Regions from separate parts of the Drosophila melanogaster genome. Here region 2 is linked to region 1. A link is a contact called in public targeted proximity ligation data. All regions are on one chromosome and are shown on one strand. The core of a region is the stretch at or near the end of the contact, and the rest is flanking DNA. Distances in the headings are between cores, read along the strand shown.

Region 1 (6,730 bases), core at 3,054-5,553:
CCATGGAGCATTGGAACAGTTAATTTGTGTAATATTTCCGATTCTTATTGGGATAATTTGTGTAATTGCTGGCGCGTTTGTCAATTTCAATTCCAATTGTGGGGTTCGGTAGAGTTAGTATTCCTAATTTACTAAAAAAAAAGCAACGGCAATCAATAGGCAAGTGCTTTCTAGTTCAAGAAGGATATTTCTTTTATATGGCAAATTAGATTAATCTTAATGTGTGCGACGGATTTGTTACCATTAACATTGGTCTTCACTCTTCTTGTTCTTATCAAGTTCGTAATCTCCAGAGATAGTTTATCTCGAGGTGTAAATGGCACATTAGTTTACTTTCAATAACAATATTATGAACCTATTTTAAGCGCAAATGAGACTTTGTTGTTACACGTTCACCGCCCACATATCGTGTTTGAACCCATTTGTGAGCGAGCAGTGGCCCATCAACTATAAAGAACCGAATAACAAAGAAACAAATAAGCTGCTAAAAATATAATCCTAATATAAGCCCATCGCGTTTATCAACCTACCCAAAAAAAAAAGGAGCTAGATAGCCTTCACAACAATTTAAATACCAATTTGCCTAATTAAGGCAACTCTAGACCGCGCCTCCGCCCGTGACAACTCAACTCAACTTAGCTTCTGGTGGTCCCCGCAGACCAGGCGTAAGTCCAAAATATTGCGTGACCAGTCGTTTGGGTGCTAAAAGGGGTGGGGATTCGGTGCAGCTGGAGGTAATGACATCAACGAACGTCGCAACATGCTGGGATCCCTGACCAGAGGTCATCGGTTGGAGCTACGCGACGGTGTGTCCCTTGGTTGCGCTCCAGCCAAGGCGGTTTGGTTTCGAAAACATTTTAATGATTTAAATATATAGATATACAATATATATTTGATGCCCACGTGGCTGGCCTCGCAGTCATCAATTATGTAGGGGCGACGAATTGATCCAGATGCCATTATTCACAGGCAATCAAATCCTGTGGCCTGACATTGAATTCAGCCATTGCATTGAATTCAATCAGTCAGGAACGGTCATCAAGGCCTCCCAGTTGTTTTCTCCGCTCGACTCCTGTTCTAAACTCCTTCATCCGCAGACGATGGCGGCCAAGAGCGATATGGATATTCTGGCCAACTCCATGTACGAGGACGATCCCAATGGCAACCTAGCGCCCGCCACCACCAAGGATAAGGAATCAGTCAAGCCGGAGGAGCTGAAGGTCACCCCCGCTGGCACCAAAGCAACATCCCCCCCCAACTCGGCGACCTTAGTTTCGACTTCTCCGCGATGGGGTCCGCAGAATAAGGGCGCCCAGGAACTAGCCTTGTTGTACAGTCCAGGTGAGCAGTTCCCACGGATTATAAGCTGTTATGAGAAAGTTACCAGAAGGTGAACTAGAAAGTTTCTTGTCCGATAATTACAAAAGAAGCAAACTGCTTTAAGATAATGTCCGATTATATATCAATCAAATACTTGCCTTGAATGTCCTATACAACATATATGTATGTACATAAAGAGCGCACTTGTATATTATTACTTGTATATCTCACGTCTTTTGCCTAAGCAGTGGGTATACGATAGCGAGGCAATCATATATATTGGCTTCTGCAAAAAGTATACAACAGTCTGTACGTTAAGAGTGCAATCTCTGAAATCTCAGTTTGCATATTTCCATGTCGCTCTCTTGCTGCTTTACCTCAGCAATGGGTATATGACAGTCGAGACACTAGATTACATTAGAAAATCCTGGGGTTTTATTTTATTTAAAATTTTATTTAAACAGGAAAACGTGCCCAGGAAATCATTTGCGTCTACACCTGCATTGGCCTTATGATCATTAACCTAGCCCTGATTGTTAGACACTTGCGATTGGAGCGGATTAGTGTCGCCTTTCTGTCCGCCCTGTGCGGCATTATAACGGCCGACTTTGCTTCCGGCTTGGTTCACTGGGCGGCAGACACCTGGGGATCGGTGGACATACCGATGATTGGAAAGGTAAGCCAAATGTACATCGAGAATCTAATGTGATAAATGATACAAGACATATATTTTGAACTCTTCTAGAACTTCCTGCGACCCTTTCGCGAGCATCATCTGGATCCCACATCCATAACGCGACACGATTTCATTGAGACAAATGGCGACAACTTTATGGTTGGCATACCAATTCTCGGCTACTTGGCCCACTATTTTTACATCAGGACGCCCAGCGAGATACAGCAACACTTCGGCTGGATAGCCTATGTGTTCCTCTGCTCCATATTCGTGGCCATGACCAATCAGGTATATCGAAATGTTTTCCCACGGCTGCTTAAACTAACTTAAAACGTATCCTAATACTCGAAAGATACACAAGTGGTCGCATACCTATTGGGGATTGCCGAGGTGGGTCCTGTTACTCCAGAGCTGTCACATCATCCTGCCACGCAAGCATCATCGCATCCATCACGTGGCGCCACATGAGACCTACTTTTGCATCACCACCGGGTGGCTTAACTGGCCACTGGAACGCATCAGGTATGGCCCTCTAGCAAATTGACTCTAACGGTTATAATATGTATGCTATGTATTCGATTAGATTCTGGTCAACATTCGAGCTCATCATCGAGCATTTTACGGGCCTCAAGCCCCGCGATGACGACCTGAAGTGGGCCAAGAAACTCACATAGTTTCACTGCCCAGCGACTGTATATAGGTAACTTGGACCAAAAGCAGCCTTTAATTGCTGAATATGTCACCTTTAAATGTTTTCATACAATCGGAATGTCTTACAGAATGAAGTAGCTTTAAATGAGACAAGATTGCATACATAAGGTTTATATGGTTAATGGCATAGTTCTCAGTTGCATGTTTGTTAAAAATAGTTGATTATCTGAGTTTAAGTTCGTGTTTTTAAATACCATATTACTATTGTACACCTGCACACACTCTCACAACTGAGCGCATAAACTAATTGATCTCGCCACAGGTTGATCGTACTACGAGTGAGCCTTAAGTATACCTAAATAATAAAATGAACATTTTACTAACTATCGAGCACACGCTTGTCTGATAAATTTTTTAAGATTTACACACAATAATAATACTCGATATAACATATGTAAGCTAGGCGAGTAACTGATTTTGAACCAGGTCCGAGACAAAAAGACATTTTAATACTGTCAACAAACGCTGGTTATCAAAGGCTATAAAGTGAATAAATTTATTTACAACTACATACATATACATTCAAAAGATAATTAAATAAGGCGCTGTATGCAATCAAATACGTGACTTAACCTTTGCCTTAAAACGTTTTTATAGTATAAACTCTTCTGGAGAAGCGAATTCTGTTTTAGTTGGCACACTTTTAGTGGCGAGTGTTAGTCATTGTAAGAGACCAGTTTGTATATTTTACTTTTTCATTGTTTTTAATTTCATTTACAAGAATTAAGAGTAATCGGCGAACCGAAGAGGTGTTCTTGCACAACGCTGTAATTCTAAGAAGGCAATATTCTTTGTGATCTGAGAAAATAAATCAATAAGCTTAAAATCTTTTATTTATGCATAAAGCTTGCCATTAAAGGGGCACATACAAATATTTGTAAAATAAAAGGCATCACGTTTTGGTAGCCTTGTTTACGTTCCTTTGGAGCTTATCTCTCTTCTTTTGGGCATCTCTCTCCCGGGCCTTTGTCCACATGGCGATCTTCTGCCGGGTGCGTTCCTCGTGTACAGCCACCTCCATTTCGGCACGGGCTTGGTACTGTCTTAGCTGGGATTCGTTGTGGAGGAAGAATGGCCTACAGCTCCTGCGCATCCAGCTCTTGCAGTTGGCGGCTCTATTTAATTTCTTTTTTTGAGGTAAAACGGATGGAGCTTCCTGGGGTTCCGGTTTTGGAAGCTCAACTTCCTTTAATTTTATGTTTCGGCGCTTCATTCGACACAAGAGAACGAAAAGAAGAGCGATTGCGCAAAGGGCCAGCAATAGACCCACCAATCTTCCGGGATCGAGACCCTCCTCCCCCTCATCCAGATCATCTAGGTCATCCAACTCATCGCCCTCCTCATCCTCTTCAGACACTTCCTTGCCCAATGCCCGCTTGAGCCGATGGCAATCTAGGACGGTCATGGCTTCCACATCCGCCTTATAGACAACAGGGGCATTGTCTAGACCCCAATGGGGCAATGTATTAGTTTTGAAGAGATCCCGACATTTGGAGTATACCTGGACCATCCATTTCTGGCACTCAGGCCTATTGATATCGACTTGGCAAATCGGATTCATAATCATTGAGATGGGCAGAACAAATTTTTTTTATTAAGCAGTTGATTACATTTTGATATCCCACTTAGTTTCGTAATTTTAAATTTTTTATTAATTTTAAATTTTCTTTCTTTAATCTGAATTGCAAACTAAAATCCTTTTAATAGCTTAAGTTAGGGCTGAGCCTTATCACCATTCAACTAAGATAAGAGAGGTAATTGTATGCATTGATCATCAATAGACTCCTGCAAGCAATGAGCGATACCCCACAAGTTTGAAGAGGTCGGAAAAGATAATAACCGGAAAACTCAGACCACACTTATTTAGTTTTCATATGCAATAATAAAAAAAACATGTAACGCAGTATGCGCACTTTCATATATAATAATCGTGGATAGATGTAAGAGAAAATAGTGATGTGAACAGGTATGAAGAAACGTAAAATAAATTTAGAAAATAAGGTAAAAACCATGAAGTAAACAGAAATAAAACAAAACACATTTGAATTCAAACAAGCAGCGCGCGCACTGTACGGCAAGAGAGGGTCACTCTAACCAAAAAGTAGATCGGGCACACTAATGTGTTCCAAATGAGTCGAGATATGCGGTCACACCAGGCCAAGCCGCTATATAAAGCGGACTACAGCCTTTCGAAGCTCACTTCAGTTCAGCCGGCAGTTGGCACCGGTAGACTGTTGTGAGCCCCTTAACTACTAGGGATGTCGTGATATTATAGAAATATCGTATCGATGATACGATATCATTATCATCATCGTATCATTAACTTAATATATTACATAGATGTAGATGGGTCGGAGTTTTCATTAATTATCTGAACATCTGACTTGAAACTCTTTACCCTCCGTAAAGGATTTGAGGAAGGCGAAGTGGGAACTAGGAAGGTTCATCTTTATTTTGAAGTGGAGACCAGGGTGCCAGACTTTGTCAAACGCCGGTTTGATGTCCAGCATTATGGCGCAGCAGTATTGCTTTCTTTCGAACGTTTCCAGTATGCGCTTAACAAGCCGGTGGCATTGCTCTGGTGTTCCATGGCAGCGTCTGAATCCAAACTGGGGATCAGAGCGGCATCTTCCAGTACTGGCAACACTCTGCGCAAAAATACTCTTTCGCGTATTTTGGAGAGGATTTCCAGCACGATAAAAGCCTAGATTGGCTTCAGGTTTACCAGGCTTGAGGATGGTGATATCACTTTGGCGCGTTTCCAGTGTTTCGGGAAGTACCCTAGCCGGGAAGCAGCTGTTGAAAATGTTGGCCAGCAATTGGGAACAAAATCGATGAGATCAGGGCCTGGAGACTTGCCGTTCCTTAGTTTGAAAAATGGAGAGTATATCTGCTTGGTTGGTCTTGCAATAAAGCTCGTCCTCGGGTTTGTTGTTGATAAGGCCGTTTGCATTCCAGATGGTGATGTCTTGTTCCGTTTGCATAGGGTCTTGCAGACGGTTGCCATCATCTGAGTCATTTGACTCATCGCCTTCTCCATCATACTTTCGAACATGGCTTCCATCCTGCCCATTATTGTTTCCATCAGTTGTCAGCATTGGCCTGTGGTTGAGGGATGGCATGAATCCCATCAATTGCCTGCTTGGTTGCGTTGGCATAACTAAAGTTAGAAGTAACCTTGCTGCTGCTCACGGTGTACCGGGCGCGTGGAGCTGCCGCCTGCTTTGGAGCGAACATGCTTTTGACCTTCTTATATGCGGTGCAAACTTTATATGAGGCTGCATGTAGTCCTTCGCTTTGCAAGCAATGGGCCGGCATATTATTATTTTTGCACTCAACGGTTGGGTGACCGTCTTCGCACTTGACACACCTGTGATCTAGGTGGCAGTACCGTTGGGTATGTCCCAATCCCTGACACAGATAGCATTGCGGCAAGTCATTAAACTTTATCGTGGGGTAAATGGTCACCACTGAGATGGAGAGTCGCGTAACTTTATAGGCCTCCTTGTTGTTCTTGGCCGGCTCGAGATTGGCAAAAAATATGTTGAGAGGCTTTTTGGTACTTCTCTGGGTGGGGTTGTAGAAGTCTCTGACCTTGTGTCCGTGACGGTTTAGCCCAACCCGAATTTCCCCTAGGTCCGTTGAATAGTGAAGACCTTTGATGACTACTCTGTAGGCGCTTTCGTCTCGGGCTGGAAGGTTTGAAACCTTTTATTGGACTTGGTCAAGAAGTCCTTCAGGGCGGAGAAGCTTTCCTTCTCCGGGGTCATCACGCGAACGTTGTTGTTGCTTGTCGTATTAAATGGAACTCCACGTCTTTGCCAAGCACTCCAGCAATGCTATTAACGAGAGCCTTGATATTGGTCACATCCGGTATGAAGATTGGAGGCGGCTTGATTGCCTTAGGTTTCTCCATTTCCTTCTCCTGGAGAGGAGTCTTGGCTGGCAGATCGTCGAACATCTCATCGTCGTCATCGTCAGATGACAGAATCGCGAAGCTATTATCCGCTAGAGCAGCTTGGT
Region 2 (6,730 bases), core at 2,739-5,238, 190 kb after region 1:
TCACAATGGGAGAAGTATCAATTTAACAGCATACTTTTAGACACCAACTCCAGTGATTTCAGGCCACAATTGATTTATGAACGAGCCTCCCGATAAGCCTCCCATCAAATTGGGTATATCACAGTCGCAAAACTGGCGTCTTTATTATATCACGCTTTTGCCATCCGTGCTGTAGTTGTAGTTGTAGTTGTAGTTGTACTTGTACTCATTAAGGTCTTTCGGGCAAGTGATTAACACAAGCTGTTGCATGCCCCCCGGCGTAGGTTGCGAGCACCAGCCCGGCCCAGAACAACAGTGGCAGTAAAAAATGAAGTGTTGCCTGCCTTTGGGCTAACCCATTTTGGGTGTTGGTGCAGAAATCCCGGGTCATATTTACATGAAAGACAATTGCCAAATGAGTGGGTGAAAGTTGGGAAAAGGACCGGCTGCAAACGTGGCCGTAAGCTACGAGCCGTGTTGTGCACTTGTTTTAAGATCCACTTGTAACTACGGTATTTGGTGTGTTTTAAGCCGCGCATAAAGGTGTCGGGATGTAGTATGTGGTGGAACACCCCACAAATAATGCTTCCAAAATAATGCTGCCTACTTCTGGACACCTTGCAATTAATTTTAGGAGCCTACAGTAAGTATTTCATAAAATATGTTAGGAGTCCCAACTTGGGACTAATACTGGACATAGTCACTGTGGCTTAAAATTGTAGTTACAACTAAAAAACTAGCAATCTTAAATACCTTTGCCATTACCTATCCTAGCTAACGGTAGCTTTAACAATAAGCCTGGCTATTTTACGCTTTCATGTGAAACAAGAACAAACCGTTGGGAGCACATAATCCCACAAAAAAAAAAAGATGCCCCATCTGAACTGAAAACAGGACTGCACTAAACTCCGAGCTTCTACTTTCAATTAAGATCGATACGTACTTTTACTTCACCGCCTCCAATTTGATGCGAGCTTAGCTCACCTTCATTTCGCTGTTTTCCTTCAAATGTATTTGGCCAGAGAGGACTTTTCGCATTGTTACCACTAAAAGGAACGAAAATAAAAACTAAAATCCCGGAGCACTTAAATCCCCATGTAATTACAGACTTCGTGAGGCATGTGAGCTTTCAATACAGTCTCCTATCCATTGAGCCCCATCATATTTACCATTGGATTTCATTTCGATCTTTATTGTTGTGTTCTACATCTGCAGCGGCTGCAGCTTGACCAGCTAAATCCCTCCCCTTCCCTCTTTTGCCAATATTTGTGAACTAAATTCTGTGCTGCCACAAAGCGCGTGTGCCCAAACCCTCCTCGCCAAACTTTTTCTTAGTCATTTTCATTGTGGTAATTGTCCGAGTTACGCACATTAATGTCCTAGGCATAAGGATATGCGGTGACTTACGCTCGCAACAGACGGAGTCAAGATAATAGGAAACACACTTGTGTACAAACTCAGCAATTCATAAAGCTAATTTAACAAAATAAATTAAAAAGTATTTATTCAATCAGTAGTAAAGCTCAAACGTTGAGAGCCAAATATCCAATGTTAGCTAGATAACAGTTTAGAAACACATTTGCCTTTTGTATTTTATATATGATATAGATGGTAATTATAATTCCGCTAATAATAATTTAACCTCAGCTGTATGACGCGCCCCTCCCTAAGATATTGCTTCTCTGTTCCGGTGGCGCCTGGCCGTTGTTGTCCTGGTTGTTCAGGGGGAGTCAGCAGTCAAGTGGTTGTCTGTCTCCACTCAAGTGTCACCAGGACTCTGGGCTGTCCTCTGCTCATCACACACACACACACACACTAACAGCGCCATACTGGCCCACTCACACACACGCGGACACAAGCTGGCAGCGATCCAAGTGGCTGAAAAGGGAGACTTAGTTGGAGGACACTGCGTGTGCCATTTTCACTTCCACTTCCGCCGCACACTCACACACACATGCACACTACTAGGACGTGCATGCATATATATCCATACACATACATATGCATGAGTCCTTCACAATGTTGTCTGAATGCGAGTCCTGCGTCTAATCGTAAATATTCTTAGGCCCTGTTTTGTTGCTTGATCCCTAGCCTTAGCCCCTGCCCCTTCCCCCGCTCCACCCTCCACAGTAAGTTGTGTAATTTTCCGGCTTGAAAACTTATCTCGCTTCATACTTTCCCTCTGTTCCAGATTTCTTTGTTATTGGGTGTAGTTTTCGTTCCACTTTCCTCTGACTGTTCAAGTTTATGGGGGCTAGAGAGCGGAAAGATATAGGAAAACGCATAATTCTTGTAAATTATTGCACGTGGCTTTTTTCTTTGTAGCTATAACTATTAAGTAATTTCCAATTAAATAGAAGAAATAAGTAAGCAAAGTAAAAGTTGATTAATCCTGTATAAGATCATTTTTCTTGATTACACAAAGGGAAGAATTGTCGCAATATTCTATTATAAAGAAATGATAACATTTATCAAGATCTTTTCATTTTTGCTATAGAGCTCTTCTTTACCATACATGATGAACTTTACATTACATCTTATTTCCCCGAAATCGCACACTCATACGAAAATTTTCCTGGGATAGAACTTTCGAACACGAACACCTTGCTTTCCTCTTAAATCTTTAAGGCGAAACTCTCGCTCAAAATTCGCTTAAAACTTGCACTCCAAACTTCATCTGCCGCACAAAGAGCAAACACATCACCGAAAAGAAGATCTGGCCCAGAACATGCGGGGAAGTGGGTGGATGTGGGTGGAATTGGGTGGAATTGGGGGAAACCTGCGGCAATGGGTGGTGGTGCGATGGGGGTGGTGGGCGAAACGGCCACTTGTAAGCAAACTCAAAGCGGGACAGGTCCCAGTTTCAAATATCAACGACGGCTTCGGTGAGTGCTTAAGCTCATCTATCAAAATATTTGTCGTAGCTTAAGTGACGAAAAGTATGTTAAAAGAAACTTGAAAAATATTGTCAAAGCAACAGCAAAAGAACCAACAAAGGAAATAAGAAAATGAACCCCAAAGAGAGCACAACTGAAGGCCGCGGGTGCAATACTAAAAGGATATCAAATTATTTGGATCCACAGTGCAAAGGGTTAATTGAAGATTTATGTTGTTAGGATTTATCTAGAGAAATTTAATTCCCAAAAATTACCTAACTTTAGCTGCTGTAAATAGTCAGCTTTTAACAAAAACTAGGAACTGTGAAGTGTGAATAGATTTTTACTAATATCCTTGTAAATATTCCTGTTTTTCAGTATCATATCTAACTATGATACCTAAGTTCCTTTCATTTATATTGCAAAATTGGTTGTTCTTGGCACTTGACTAAAGCAACATATATTTTTACTAGGCGCAATAATTTTGTCGTTAGCAAGTGAATTTTTCAAAAGTTATTTTGTGGCGCCACACAATCCAGTCTTTTTGTGCGGCCATTTCGTGTACTAGGTTTCATGCTTAGCAAAGACAGGAACCAACGACAGGTGGTGCCTGACTAGGGTAACAGAAGTCTTTATCAAAAAGAAATGAACCGCGCAAAAGGCAATTTAAATTCGTATTTGAGTTAAATATTAAGTGATTTTTTCATAATACATGCATTTTAAAATAAAGTTCTTGACAATTGGGAACATTCTATATTTTCTTTAGAAACGGTAGATATTTTGTGACCTATCTCTGTTTGTTTTCTAACTTATATTATCTGCGATCTTACGCATATCAACCTTCAATGAATCCAAACCATCTCAGATGCTTCCACTAATCCGCTGGCATTCGCGCAGTTCATCGCACACATTTTTTATAATAATCCCATCCAACCCGACAATTGTCTACTCACGAAATTCCAAATTAAAATTTCACATTTTCCCTTATTTGCTGCGAGTGTCTGCGAGTTGAATTGAAATCAGGCCTTCGGGCTCATATCTTTCATTAGCATTTTTAATGCCTGTTTAACCTTTGTGTTTGAACCGCATCTTTCGATTGTTTCCTGCTGAATTTTTCTCCCAGCTTTCAGCAGGCTGTGGGTCTTCCGTATTTGGGGTGAATTGTCTTATAAATCTTTCTTCATATTATATCATTTTATTTTGATCCACACAGGCGTTAACATCTTTGGTAAGTCGTCTAGTTAAGTTACGAAGCAGCCATTTCTATTAAAAATATACAGCTTTTAAACATTTGATTTCGAATTAATAACCATTTCAGGGAGCAACATGAGTATTTCTTTAATACGCAAACATCTGAACGAGATGGGGACCCTTAAGCTCCGATCGTCCATGGGTCGGAACTATATTCCCATGGCCGGTCCTCCTCGATTTCCGATGAGTTCAGCGCAGCGTTTGATCTTTGGTTGCGGTTCCTTGGTTGTCATGATGATCATTCCCTTCTACTGCCTCTTCAGCCTGCCCCGATGGTCGAGGATGCATTTGGGACTTCCGCCGGAGGAGGACGAGCAGGCGGAGGAGCCTCCACCACAAGAGGAAAAGGACAAGGAGAAGAAATAGATCCCTGATCTTACGACACGCTTTCCTTTAAACGGTGACTTCTGAATAACACTTTCCTGGGGTTTCCATAAAAAGAACTTGCAACTGCGTGGCGCTATTTCTATCAACAACGCAGCATATTAAAATTGCGCCATATCGATCGTTAAAATATAATTGTTCATTTTATTGGCGCATCATCTTTAGTGTATGTAGTGTGTGGTTAAAATCCAATCTCATGTGCTACCCACTTTTAGTGACCATCGTAAAATGGCACCCTCGTCGATAGTGAAAGTGAGGAGGCCATGCTAAATCATACTAAATCAAGCTGACTTGATTTAGTTTACACCCCACAAATAGATCCGCTTTGAAGTCTGCCCACCAATTGGGGATCCACAGTAGCACCGCAGACAATAAACCATCCATTGTCCGCGTCCAATTAGTTGGCTTAAACACCTTTAGCCAAGAGCCAAGCGAGCAAGCTCCTGTGGAAATGCTCCTCCGAAGCCGCAAGACCAATTTCCTCGGCTGCCTGCCACAAATCAAATTGCTGGAAAACTAAACAAACCAAAAAAATAAAGTAAAACCCCGAGAAATACGAAAAACCCAAACAAGCCGAGGAAACCCAAAAAGCAAAGTGCCTACTTTCATTAAAAGTATTTCTGCGCTCATTGCCAATGCATTCGATTGTGGACTTTCTGGGTCCCTGGGAGTCCCATGCCTAGTTAGGCCTCCGACTTGACTTTGACCACCTCCTTTTGGCTGTGGGCCCCGTATCTCGCATCCAATCCTCATGATCTACAACACACCATGACCTTCTTCGCCTTGTCTACACAGCAAGAAATTATAAGGAGTCACTCCACTCTCACTCTCGTTCTCCCCTTTTTACTTTAAGCTACTCAAAATGAAAAGTATTTCCCTGTCGAGGTCAAATTAATGTCACTTTTATGCAGCTCATCCTTACTACCATTACTAAATTATGAAAATTATTCGACGTGCAGAGAGATACTCGTCTCAAGTTGAAACGAAGGAAAATCCAGAAACGGCCAGCAAACATTCGCACACGAAATTTGAAAAAGTAAAACCGTCGAAGGAAAGTGAATTTCTTTTTAAGCAAATCAACTTGCCACGCCCCCCGTTCAACCCCCGCCCCTGCCCCTCCTCAGCTAGGCCTGGAGATTCACAGATTTTTTGGTGAAATTTCAAGTGCCATTAAACTGGTTCTGTCAGCCGTTGCACTGTCGATCGGTTTTTCGTTTGGCTTCGGTTTTTTTTTGCCTTGGGCCACGATTTTTTGCGTTTTTTGTTTAGGTTCGACATTTGCAACGCTCCTTGCTGCCAAATTAAAATAATAATAATATTTTTTAATATTGAGTAAAGCGTCGATGGTAATAAGACTTCACTATTCGCTATTTTCATAGGGAAAATTCCGTGTCCCAGGGTCTTAATTAGCATTCAGTTGACAAGCATTGACAAGGATATCTCTGATTGGATTGCAAAGTTTGACTATTTATTAGTTGTGTGATTAAAGGTTGATACCCCGGAAAAAGGGTATTCCGGACATCTGCTCCGTGGGAAATCGTCATGTGCCCCCTGGTTCCTTTTTGTCATCATCGCCCACATTCCGCGCTAAAAACTTGCTTTATTTTCGTTGTGATGCCGAGGCATTCAAGTGGCATTTCAGGCAGCCACGGAGCTGCCTCCTTGCATTTTTCGTGGGCGTTGCAAGATCAACTCTTTGGGGGCAGGAATGGGGATCGGGGATCAGGGAATCACTCGGCAGACACTTGCCGCACTTGCCACACGCGCTTCGTAGCGTTGCGTCAGTTCAGTGTGTCAGAAGCCGCAAGAAGAAAGTTGCCACGGGTATGAAAAGCCAGCCGTTTTGATCCGGTTTAGTGGTCGCTACAGGTTCGATGTTCCTTCGATTGGGTATCGGGGTGCTTTTTTACTTTCTGCCGCCACGAAAAACCGTCGTCCACTTTCGGTCGCAATTAATTATGCGGCGGGCAGCTGAAAATGAAAGTGCGCACTCAGGTTGCAAGTCCGAGTCCAGATCTTGGGTTCTCACTCTCTCTTTTTCCGGCCCCTGTGCCTCTGGATCGCCGGCTGTGTGTGTAGTCGCATTTTTTTGAAATCACTGAAAATGTCAATTTATTCCCTTCATTTGACACCAGGCGTCTTTGTTACAGGACACAGAAAGAATCCCCCTCCAAGTCTAGAACTTGATTAAATGAGAACATTCTTTCAGTATTGCAATTATCAATATATGCTGTATATAT

What was found.
Region 2: a contact with region 1 is called in a targeted proximity ligation map of the S2 cell line, with 8 times the contacts expected there. A contact is called at or near these places in 1 of 107 Hi-C or Micro-C datasets (the S2 cell line) and 2 of 7 datasets of targeted methods (the Kc167 cell line and the S2 cell line).

What each region holds. Positions count from the first base shown.
Region 1 is chr2L:20,099,847-20,106,576 of dm6, forward strand. CG13970 reads right to left here and starts at 4,304. Exons shown (of 1, transcript NM_136183.3): 1 at 3,540-4,304. The coding sequence starts at 4,217. The coding sequence ends at 3,600. It overlaps Kua (Kua,), which reads left to right. Exons shown (of 6, transcript NM_001273691.1): 2 at 1,098-1,341; 3 at 1,785-1,996; 4 at 2,066-2,284; 5 at 2,349-2,518; 6 at 2,580-3,529. The coding sequence starts at 1,101. The coding sequence ends at 2,670.
Region 2 is chr2L:20,290,705-20,297,434 of dm6, forward strand. It overlaps CG12617, which reads left to right and starts at 3,989. Exons shown (of 2, transcript NM_001299169.1): 1 at 3,989-4,083; 2 at 4,174-5,100. The coding sequence starts at 4,182. The coding sequence ends at 4,472. It overlaps lncRNA:CR43414 (long non-coding RNA:CR43414), which reads right to left and starts at 6,595. Exons shown (of 1, transcript NR_048017.1): 1 at 5,939-6,595.